Linked DNA regions of Sus scrofa: all the other regions are linked to region 3. The links are chromatin contacts, called in public Hi-C maps. All regions are on one chromosome and are shown on one strand. Each heading gives the region's core, a stretch centred on a gene start, on an enhancer-like site or on the middle of the called end of the contact. The rest is flanking DNA. Distances are from core to core; before and after follow the strand shown. Region 1 holds the start of FAM117B (protein FAM117B). Region 2 holds the start of ICA1L (islet cell autoantigen 1-like protein). Region 3 holds the start of NOP58 (nucleolar protein 58).

What was found. Hi-C and Micro-C count contacts between places; a contact is called where the count stands out from the background.
Region 1: a Hi-C map of heart right ventricle shows a contact between it and region 3, with 4 times the contacts expected there. The contact joins the promoter of FAM117B here to the promoter of NOP58 in region 3. A contact is called at or near these places in 1 of 5 promoter capture datasets (fetal liver) and 1 of 47 Hi-C or Micro-C datasets (heart right ventricle).
Region 2: a Hi-C map of embryonic fibroblasts shows a contact between it and region 3, with 2.9 times the contacts expected there. The contact joins the promoter of ICA1L here to the promoter of NOP58 in region 3. A contact is called at or near these places in 6 of 47 Hi-C or Micro-C datasets (embryonic fibroblasts, heart right ventricle, mesenteric adipose tissue and 2 more) and 1 of 2 datasets of contacts at active chromatin or transcription factors (skeletal muscle).

The regions. Positions count from the first base shown.
Region 1 is chr15:106,181,881-106,185,456 of Sscrofa11.1, forward strand. FAM117B (protein FAM117B) reads left to right here and starts at 1,337. Exons shown (of 8, transcript XM_003133590.5): 1 at 1,337-2,133. The coding sequence starts at 1,524.
Region 2 is chr15:106,375,583-106,378,919 of Sscrofa11.1, forward strand. ICA1L (islet cell autoantigen 1-like protein) reads right to left here and starts at 1,991. Exons shown (of 13, transcript XM_021075560.1): 1 at 1,881-1,991.
Region 3 is chr15:105,891,915-105,895,574 of Sscrofa11.1, forward strand. NOP58 (nucleolar protein 58) reads left to right here and starts at 1,694. Exons shown (of 14, transcript XM_021075921.1): 1 at 1,694-1,956. The coding sequence starts at 1,912. It overlaps LOC102166561 (a long non-coding RNA gene), which reads right to left and starts at 1,648. Exons shown (of 3, transcript XR_308179.3): 1 at 1,501-1,648; 2 at 581-669.

The sequences.
Region 1 (3,576 bases), core at 87-2,586, 290 kb after region 3:
CCGACTAGGAACCATGAGGTTGCGGGTTCAATCCCTGGCCTCGGTCAGTGGGTTAAGGATCCTGCATTGCTGTGAGCTGTGGTGTAGTTCGCAGACGCGGCTTGGATTTGGTGGTGTTGTGGCTGTGGTGTAGGCTGGTGGCTGCAGCTCCAATTATACCCCTAGCCTGGGAACCTCCATATGCCTCGGGTGTGGCCCTGAAAAGACAAAAAAAAAAAAAAAAAAAAAAAAAAAAAAGGAATAAATTATTAAAGGGAAAAGAGGTCATGGACAGGCAATTTTTAGCCTGAGAGGTGAGTATGTGGAGTATGGGACTACCATTTTTTTTTTGTCTTGATGAGGAGCCTCTAAGGTTATTTTAAAACTGGTCTTACTGAGTTCTTGCCCATACTACAAAGACCTATTTCCTCCACTACACATCAATATGAATGGCTCATCCAGTTGTGTCTCAAATAATGACTGTGAGGATAGAAACAAAACCCTTTGAAAACTCTGACACTTAACAGACTTGTAAGGCAGCAGACATCTTTCCAAGGTTATCAGGGAAGTGTGAGGTAGCTGATTAAAATCAATTCTTGATTACTCGCGATGCCAGAAATGTAGCAACAGTATTTGGAAACTGGACTTCATATATACAATCTAAAACCGCTTTTTAACCAGCAATTTTAACCTTTCTGAGATTTGGTTCTTTCTAGAGACTGGGGGAAAAAAAAAAAAAAAAAAAAAGGAGATGTGTAAAAATGCCAGTAAGACTTATTAAATTTCTTTTCCTTTGAGTCCTGTCCAAACATAGGCGGAATTAGGACAGAACAAAAAGATCAAGAAAAAAAAAGCCAGAAAGAGACGCACGCACAAGGACTGTGCCAGTTAATACTGAGGTAAGGAAATGAGTTTTGGGGGAAAGACTTCAGATATCCCTGGGGATCGCTCTGGTTCAGGGCATTCCCTTTGGCAATATTCCAGAATCTGAGTCCCCAGGGTTCCACACAGTATAAAGTGAAAGACGCGCGTGGCCAGGCGCGCGCGTACGCGTGTACACTCACGTGTACACACACACACACACGCACACGCGCGCGCGCACTCTACACATACACACAGCCTGTTTCCTCCGCTCCCCCTCCACCCCCGCCCCCCCCGGGGGGGGCGGGTCTCTTTCTCTTTAAAGAGCAGACGGTCTCCGAGCAAACCCAGGCTCTCTAAGGCCCCGGGGGCCCGGGACCCGAGCTGCTCGCAGCCAATGGGTGCGGTGGAGCGGCTCGAGCGCGGCTGACGCTACACCAATGGGCGCTCGCGGGGGGCGGGGGAAGCGGCGGAGACACTATTGTTGATGAGGAGGAGCAGCGGCGGTGGCGGCTGCACCATCTCTTTGCTGCTGGCCGTGGCCTGGGCACCTCCCGCACCCCGGATTCCGGTTTCGTCACCCCATCGCGGGGGCCTTCCCTCCGGCTTCGAGAATCCTTCCCCCGCAACCCAACAACAACAAAACCCCACGTCTCGCCCAGTCACCGGGGAGGGGGGGGACTATGTCCCAGCGGGTGAGGCGCAATGGGTCCCCCACGCCGGCCGGCTCCCTTGGGGGCGGTGCGGTCACCACGGCCGGGGGATCTGGGAGCCGCCTGCAGCCCATGAGGGCGACGGTTCCGTTCCAGCTGAAGCAGCAGCAGCAGCAACATGGCAGCCCCACGAGGAGCAACGGCGGCGGCGGCGGCGGCAACAACAACGGCGGCTGCTGTGGTGGCGCCTCAGGCCCCTCGGGCGGCGGCGGCAGCTCCGGCGGCGGGGCCCCGCGCACCGCCTCGCGCAGCACAAGCCCCACGCGGGGCGGTGGGAGTGCGGCCGCGCGCACCAGCCCCACGGTGGCCACGCAGACGGGCGCGTCCGCGACGTCCACGAGAGGCACCAGCCCCACGCGCGGCGCCGCGCCCGGGGCTCGCGGGAGCCCCCCACGACCGCAGCCCCCGCCGCCGCTGCTGGGCACCGTGTCGTCTCCTTGCTCGTCGCCCACCCACCTGTGGACAGGCGAGGTGAGCGCGGCCCCACCCCCAGCCCGCGTTCGGCACCGGAGGAGGTCCCCGGAGCAGAGCCGAAGCTCCCCGGAGAGGAGGAGCCCTAGCGCCCCGGTTTGCAAAGCAGGTACGTGCTGGGGGCCGCGCGGCGAGGGGAAGGGGTCCCGGGCTCCCGCTGCTACCGCGCGGGGACTGCAGCGTTGCCGCGGAGCTGGGGTGGTAGGGGGCGGGGCCGGGGGCGGGGCCCGGGCGGTGCAGCCGCGTCTTCCCGGGCCTTCCCGGCGCCCCCAGCAGCTCCCCTCCCGCCTCTTTGGTCTCTGCGTCGGCCCCGCGTTGGTGTCCGTCAGTGGAGGTGCATTCGCTAACCTTGTGCTTGGGCTGATGCGTTAATGATAAACCTCGGGGTTCTGGTCGCGCGCTGGTTACTTCTTACCCTCCCTGGGGGATGAGGCTCGGAATGGTTTGTCACTTTAGTGACATGGCTAATGTTAGTATAGCACATCTCTGTGGTTGAGTATTTCCGTTTGACAAAACAGTTTGAGATTTGGGGGCCTTGAATGCTTTAGTATAGCAGGTTTGGTTGGGTCTCTGAAGAGGGAGCGGGTTGTTTCCTAAGACTTGTTAAATGGGTAGCAAAAAGTGAAAAATAAGTAAGATTCTTTTGGAAGGTTTTTGGGCTTTGAGGGTCTGAGTGTTTTCTGATATACTGATTTTGTGGTTAAGATGTAAAACCGTTAAAAAAAAAGATCCAAGGTTTGTCTCCTTGTTACTATTTTAGCGATCAGAAATTTGTTTTTCTTTAGATCTGGGAGCTTTTTTGGGGAAGGTTCTGAATGGAGCCGTTGGGTTCCACAGGAGTCAGTCATAAAGAGTAACTCAAAAGAGAAATTCACATTGTAGAAGTGAAAAGAGATAAAAATTATCATCTGATTGCCTTCCTGTTGGAATCTAGTGGAAAGAGAAATGGGTGGTTTTTAGCTTATGTATTAATACTGCCAACATATGCCTTTGTTTTTCTCTGGGGAATTTCTGTTAGAATCTTTCAGGCTTAATGGCTGGATATTTCAGGAAGCTTAGTACAGTACTTCCTAACCAAATTAAACAGATGAAGTGGTTTCAAGAGGTCATTCAAAAATGCAAGGCATAGGATGTATCTTTTTTATTTATTTTATCAAAGATTTTAGACAATGGATACATTTTTGGGAGAGAATTGTCCTGAAGAATGATCACTAGTGTTTTCTGACTAGAAAAAGAGTACTGTTTTAAACCTTTTGGAAATGCAAAGTGCTTTTTAAAAACTTTGTTCAAAGAAGCCCCTCCCCCTCAAATAATAGCTCTTAGGGAACTCCTATTTATGTGGGTGATTTACCTACAAGATCTCATTTTAACTTTCCCAGTAGGTTTTAGAGAGGTTAAATAACAAGGGGTAGAGTGGATATTTAAACTCTGCTGAGTGGTCCTCCAAAAACATGTTTTTTACATTATATCAAGGAGATAGCTTCATGATAGCTTCATGATGTGTAAGACTAAACCTGGGAAATATATAACACACCAAAATTTATTTATTTGT
Region 2 (3,337 bases), core at 741-3,240, 480 kb after region 3:
ATTAGTTGTTAATGTTGCCTGTTGTAAAAGTATGTATTGTGGTTCTTTAGCTTTTGGCTTTTTAAAAATCTTAACTATATCCACACAAGAAAAAAATTTAAAAACGTAAAATGTTATTTGCAAATGAGTTAACAGTGTCACAATAATGAGGTATATAGAAGGTGAATATTGGATGCCGGCAGAAATTTGAAAAGTCTGACTTCAGAAAAAAGGAAAAACCTAACAGATGAATGAAAAACCAACACAATGGAAAAAGGTAACATGTCATATTATTAAATAATGAAAGCCAGTTCACATAATGAAATCTTTCCAGTTATAGACATACTGAAAAGTCTTTCACATATTCCATCTGTTGTTGCTAAAGGCAGAGTACTGAGAAAGGTAAACCATAAAAGAAAAGAAAAAAAATTAAATATAGTATGTACCACACAATAAAATAACAAAGCATGCTAGTATAGTAGAACAAAATAATATTGCTTTATATCTGATAGTTAATATTTTGAGATTTGGTCCTAGTTCAGTATTGGTATAAATTTTGCTATATTGTTTTATACTAGATATTTCTAATAAAAATGTGGCTTCCTAGTTTTTCCACCAGTTTCATGTCTGCAGACTGCACTTTTGGACTGGCTGATCTGAGCAACCATCTAACGACAATTACTGGCAATTAGAATAATGTCTTGCACGTTTCAATGTCAATATGCACATCATTCTGCACTATTAAACAGAAATTTCAAAGGACACTGGATGTTAGGCACAGACAACGAATATAATATGATTAAATATATACATACCATTGGTTGCTTATTTGGTCAATAAATGAATAAACAACTCCTACTAAAGGATGAGGCACCTGTGGCTGGCTACTCCATCAATATTGATGTGAAGATGATTAGAGTACTATCACTTTACAGTATGTTGCCTGAGTCAGAACCAATTAAATTAATACATAAATACTTAGAGAAAACCCAAAACCATGGGTAAACGTTATCTTCCCAATAGGCTTTTTCACAGCGACTCATAGTTTAGGAGAGCTTTTAAGTTCTATGTATCAAGATCTATTACATGAAAAACAATCCCACCCCCTCTACTGGCAAATCCACGGCATCGCGGGTTAGTTGCCAGAATGGAGGGATTTTTTCCCCTCTCCATCTTTCTCAGAGTATCAGGTATCTCACCGCTGACAGCATTTGGGCATCTGACCAGGTGAGCTGAGTTTCCACGAGGCGGATGGGTGCCTGGGGCTGGGATAAAGGCCTCAGGCTTCTAGATTTGAGCGCTGAACCCTTCGGGAGCTCGTGCCTTCCGCAGTTCATCTTAAACCGCACATTTACTTATGTTTTGTTTTTGCCCATCGCTAACCGTTTACTTCCTAAAGAAGACATGCCCGTTACAAAATAATGACATGAAAATAAACACGACGTGAAAAGGAGGTCAGCAAGAAAGCACCGCAGGGCCGAGAGCATCTGCCTCTAATGGAAGTTATCTCCATCTATGAGACAAATCACCCAAACAAGCCTCAGGGCCCTGCGCTCTAGCTAACGGGACGAGCGTGGGTGGATGCTCCCTTGGTCCCGAGGCGACCCAGCCAAGCCAAAAACCACTCCTGGCCCTATCTGCCGATACTAAGCCCAGAGGAGCTCCCATCAGGACCTTGTCTGGGAGGGAGGCCGAAGGGCTCATGCTCCCCGAGGCAACCGAGGAGGCCGGCGAGGCCCCAAGTGCCCTCTTGTGCTCAACTCAGGCACCGCCCGCTGCGTCTCCACCTTGGGGCGTCGCCATAGGAACCAAGGGTTTGGCCTCCGGCCCCGACTGGCCTGGGAGGGCGCGGCCCTCCGCCGCCCTGGAGCGTGGGGGTCAGGGGAGCCGCAGACGCTCACCTCGACGCCCGGCCGGGCCGCGACGCGCCGCTCCTCCTCCGCCTCCGGTCGCGCTGGGCGGCGCAGAGGTCGGTCCAGGGCGCCCGTTCCCACGGCCGCCGCCCGCGAGCCCAGCGCCGCTGCCGCCCGGCCGCTCCCGCAGCTGGTGCCCCTCCGCACCAGAGCGTGGAGGTGTCGGGCTCCCGCTGCGGGAGGCGGGAGATTTAAACCCCGCGGCCGGGCGCGCGCAGAAGCCGCACTTTCCACGGCGCTTCGGCTCTCGCGTAACCCCGCGGGGGCCCGACTTTCGGCTGGTTCTTGAAGAAATTCCGGGACCCTCTCAGTTCCTCCTTTCCCGAATTCCTCTTTACTTAATAAAGCGAAACGACAAACACCACACCCCTCAGAACACCAGGATAAGGTATTGAGTAGGAGACCTTCAAGGCGTGAGAAGTGGAGGGAATTCTCCACTCCTTTTCGGAGCCAGGAGCCCGGATCCCTCCCTCCCCGCGCTTCCTCTGAACCGGCACTGCACCTGTCCGGTGCCACCCCTGCGAGAATGTAAGCTTTTGAGCCCTGGTCATTCCTCAGTCCTCAGGCGTTTCTCAGTACCAGCGTGGGCATACAGAAAACATTCACGTGCTATATATATTAAACTTCTATTGAAAGGTTTAGAGGATTAACAGCTGTTAACAACTGGCCTCAAATACGCACATACATAACTCTTGAAAAATCTTCAAGAGTCAAATGTAAAATTTGTGCTTAAAAACCCCGGGGGGGGGGAGTTCCCATCGTGGCTCAGTGGTTAACGAATCCAAATAGGAACCATGAGGTTGTGGGTTCCATCCCTGGCCTTGCTCAGTGGGTTAAGGATCCGGCGTTGCCGTCAGCTGTGGTGTAGGTCGCAGACGCGGCTTGTATGGGGATGTTGCTGTTCTGGTGTAGCCCTGCGGCTACAGCTCCGATTCCACCCGTAGCCTGAGAACCTCCATATGCCGCAGGAAGCGACCCTAGAAAAGGCAAAAAGACAAAAGACCAAAACAAACAAACAAAACCCACGGGGAAAATTGTAGATAAGGCAAAAGTAAAACTGCTATGGGTGTAAAACGACTTATGTCAAAAGTGCTTTCTTTTTAAAGGTGGCTCAAAAAAATATTATCACCTTTCCTAAAACTACAAAATAGAATTAATTGCAACTGTAGCATATAGGTTAGCAAGGAAAAAAAGCTTACACTTCAGGTAATAACTAAGGTCTGTAAGATCATGAAAGAAAAAAAGATGAGGTGAGAGTCTAGAATATTATAAAGCACTTACCTTAAAAACCGGAAAAAAAAGTAGTTTTAGAATAGGAGAAAGGGTAGGTTATTTATAGTACACACACAGCTAATTGAAACTGAAAATATTAAGATGCCTTTAGACCAGGGATTCTTACGTTGAAATATGTAGCGTTTCAAGGTAAATATATGAAATAGTATGCA
Region 3 (3,660 bases), core at 444-2,943:
CCGTGTTGCTATGGCTCTGGCGTAGGCCGGTGGCTACAGCTCCGATTAGACCCCTAGCCTGGGAACTCCATATGCCGTGAGAGCGGCCCAAAGAAATAGCAAAAAGACGAAAAAAAAAAAAAAGTCTCAAAAACAGTATTTTTGTTTATGACAGGTCTTTTGAAAATTGCTAATCCTCAGGAATAAAGTAACTTGTGGTTTCCAAAATGCTTTACAAAGGCTAGAGTATATAGAGGGAGGAGTACCCAGGGTGGGAGAAGGGGAAGGCCACGTTGTAAAGTTTGCCTTGTGACTTGCTTCAGCCGTCTTTGGCCGTCTCCCTCGTGGGACATCCCGTTTGGTGCCTCTCAGCATATGGCAAGTCCATGTAAACCCCCGACTGGGACTCCTGGTCTGACTGGGCTCAGAAGGTCTGCCTTATAGCCATATGAGGTCACTCAGGGGCTTAAATGGAAACTTGGATCAGGACTCCACACTGGCTTTGTGTCCATGACACGTCTCAGGCACACACATTCATTCTCCTTTCAAGAGGCAAATAGGAACTGAACAAAGTAGAAAGCAAAATCACAAGCTTGCTTACCTTATGAGTGCTGGTGTATCAGATCTTGGACAGGCCCCGGAAAGATGTTACCGGAATCCCAGTTCTTGTTCACGGAGCTGAAGAATGAACTTTGTGAACACACAGGCAGCAAGAAAGCAAAAGTCTTTATTAGAGAAAGGCAGATAGCTCCCAGCACAGACACTGCGAGGGAGAGGAAGATTTCCCACACACTAACTTTCTAAGGAGGTGTTATCTCTTAAAGACAGGGGTACCAACATGGGGTCCTGCTATCAGTCCTGCTCCCTGTTGGCCTTGCCCAGCACCTATACTGGGCCTTGTCCAATAGGGGCTTAGAGTCAGGATATACTCCATAGGCTTTATGGTCCTTTTGTTCTTCTTTCCCTTAGACTTAGAGTTGCCATTCTTTACATTCCTTTTCTAGCAGCCAAATGTGTAGATCAGAGGTTAATGTCCACAGATGTACTTTCAGTAGTTAATCTTCCAACAAGCAAGGGCTGTTTATCTTGATTTGTTTTTACAAATTTAAAACCGTGGACATTAATCAGGGAATATATGGAAGCCCGTGTTCCTACACTAACTATTGGAATTATTATTCTGCCTCACAAGTTCCCAGGCTAGGCGTTGAAACGGAGCTGCAGCTACCAGCCTAGCCACTGCATCATGGGATCCCAGCTGCATCTGCAACCTACAAGCCCCCAGCTTGCCGCAATGCTGGCTCCTTAACCCACTGAGCAAGGCCAGGGATCGAACTGCCGCTTCATGGATGCTAGTTATGTTCTTAACCTGCTGAGCCCCAAGAGGAACTCCCTGAAGGTTTTGTTTATTTTTGTTTTTAATTTCTTTTTTTGGCAGACCTACAGCAGGTGGAATTTCCCAAGCCAGGGATCGAACATGCGTTACAGCGGCGACCCAAGCCACAGCAGTGAACAAGACCGTACCCGTAACCCGTAGCCACCACCATTCTCCAAAGCAGGACAGTTTTCCCTTTCAGATTTTTCTGAGCTTGAGCAAATAAAACCGCGGTTGCGCTCTACGAAATCTCGCGATATTTTTACGGTCCTTTGTGGCGGGAACAAAACGGAAGCCAGGGCGACTCTGCTGCGCGTCATCTGTCGGAAGTGAAGTCACGTCCCAGAAGCCTTGGGGAAGGAGAAGCGCCGGGACGCTTTCTGCATGTAGTCAGGTGTGGAACGTTTTTGCAACGTGGTCTGGCTCTTTGCCGGACGGCGTGCGCCCAAGTGCTTGGCCAGCCGCGGCCTTGCGGGCCTTGAGGGCCTACAAATTTGGTCTTTTTTTCACTGGTTTAAGATCTCGTGTCACGCCACTCGGCGCCCTGACCCGGCTTCACCATGTTGGTGCTGTTTGAAACGTCCGTCGGCTACGCCATCTTTAAGGTAGGTGGGAGCCATTGGAGGGGGATGGCGGGTGTTGGGCAGGGGAGGAGAGGGAAAGACCTAAGGGGAGGACGACAGCGCTCATGTTCTCGTGGGTGCTTTTCTGCCCCCCTGGTCCGAAAGGAAGGGCCTGGAAGGTTTGGGCCTGGAAGGCGCCTATTTCGGTGAACACGTGGCGGCGTTGTTTGGGCCTCCCGGTTCTGTAAGGGGATTTGGCCCAGTTAGAGAGGTGGGCAGGTGCCGTATTAGAATTTTACAGGTTATGATAAAGAGTTTGGATTTTGTTGAGTGATTTGAGGAGTAATTGGGAGACTTTAACGGAGGAGTAAACTGATTTAACTTTATTAATGAAGTTGCTTTGCTGTGTGTGAAGTGGATTGGCGGGACGGGGTGCAAGAAAGGAAGCAAGGATATTTTTGCGTTAATCTAGACAAGATGAAGTTACTTGGATTAAGGTTTGTGTGGGTGGAAAGAAGTATTGGGAGAAAATTAGAAGGTAGAACTGATGGGATTGGCTGAGGGATAAAAGAATGTGAGTTTGGGGTTTAAGTGGGTGTGGTGGTAGGGAGAAGATTTAGGGATCTGGGAGGGTTACTAAAGTGTTACATTTTGGGCCGTTTTCAGCGTTTGATGTCTGTTAGACATGGAAATGCAGTGGTCATTTCAAGTTTGAAGCCCAGGGGAGAAATCTGAGCTGAAAATTTGAGTTTTGCTTATTTTAATTGGGAAAGTTTAAAATTAACTTCATCAAGGAGTTCCCGTCTTGGCCCGACTTAGGATCCATGAGGATGTGGGTTCGATCCCTGACCTCACTTAGTGGGTTAAGGATCCCTCGTTGCAGTAAACTGTGGTGTAGGTCAGCTGCCACAGTTCCAATTGGACCCCTAGCCTGGGAACCTCCATATGCCACGATTGCGGCCCTAAAAGACCATAAATAAATAAACAAATAAAATTGACTTCATCAGCAAGGAAATAATTGAATAAATAATTGAACAATGTGACTATCGTTTAGTAGGGTGCCATTGAGATGTTAAGAGAATGAGGTAAATTGAGTGGTATCCTGGTGCTCTACAAACATAGTAATGAAAAGCATATTTTTCATATGTACTGACAAGGTAAAAAATGCTAGATAAAATATGGTATGATTCTAGGCATCAATCAAAAAAACTGATATGGGTGCAGAGAGTGTGGAATGGTACCAAAACGTCGATTTGGTGCAGTTTTTCATTTTATTTTCCAAGTTTCTCTTTGGCATTTGAAAATACCATTTGCATATTACATTAAGTACTTGTTTTAAGAAAACCAATAAAGGAGTTCCCTTGTGACCTAGTGGTTAGGATTTGGAGCTTCCCGCTGTGGTCTGGTTCAGCGCCTGCTCTAGGAACTGAGATTCCATACTAATCCATTGCATGCTGCAGCCAAAAAAAGTGGGAAAAAAAACAGTAAGATAATTTAAAACCAAAAGCTGATATTTCTTATCTTTCCTCTCATTAGATTTGTCTGAATGCATTATTAGCAATTTTAAGGGACTTTAAAGGTCCATAGAGCCCAGGAATAGGTCCTTTAGGCTTTTCCCCATCTTTTTGCAATCTTCTCCAAGGTCTCAGCATTTTGCTCATGCCCCCCAAATTCTCATAGCCATTATAGTGTGTGGGTGTCTGGATGAGTTTCATCTAAATCGATGTTACAACAAACATCCTTAAC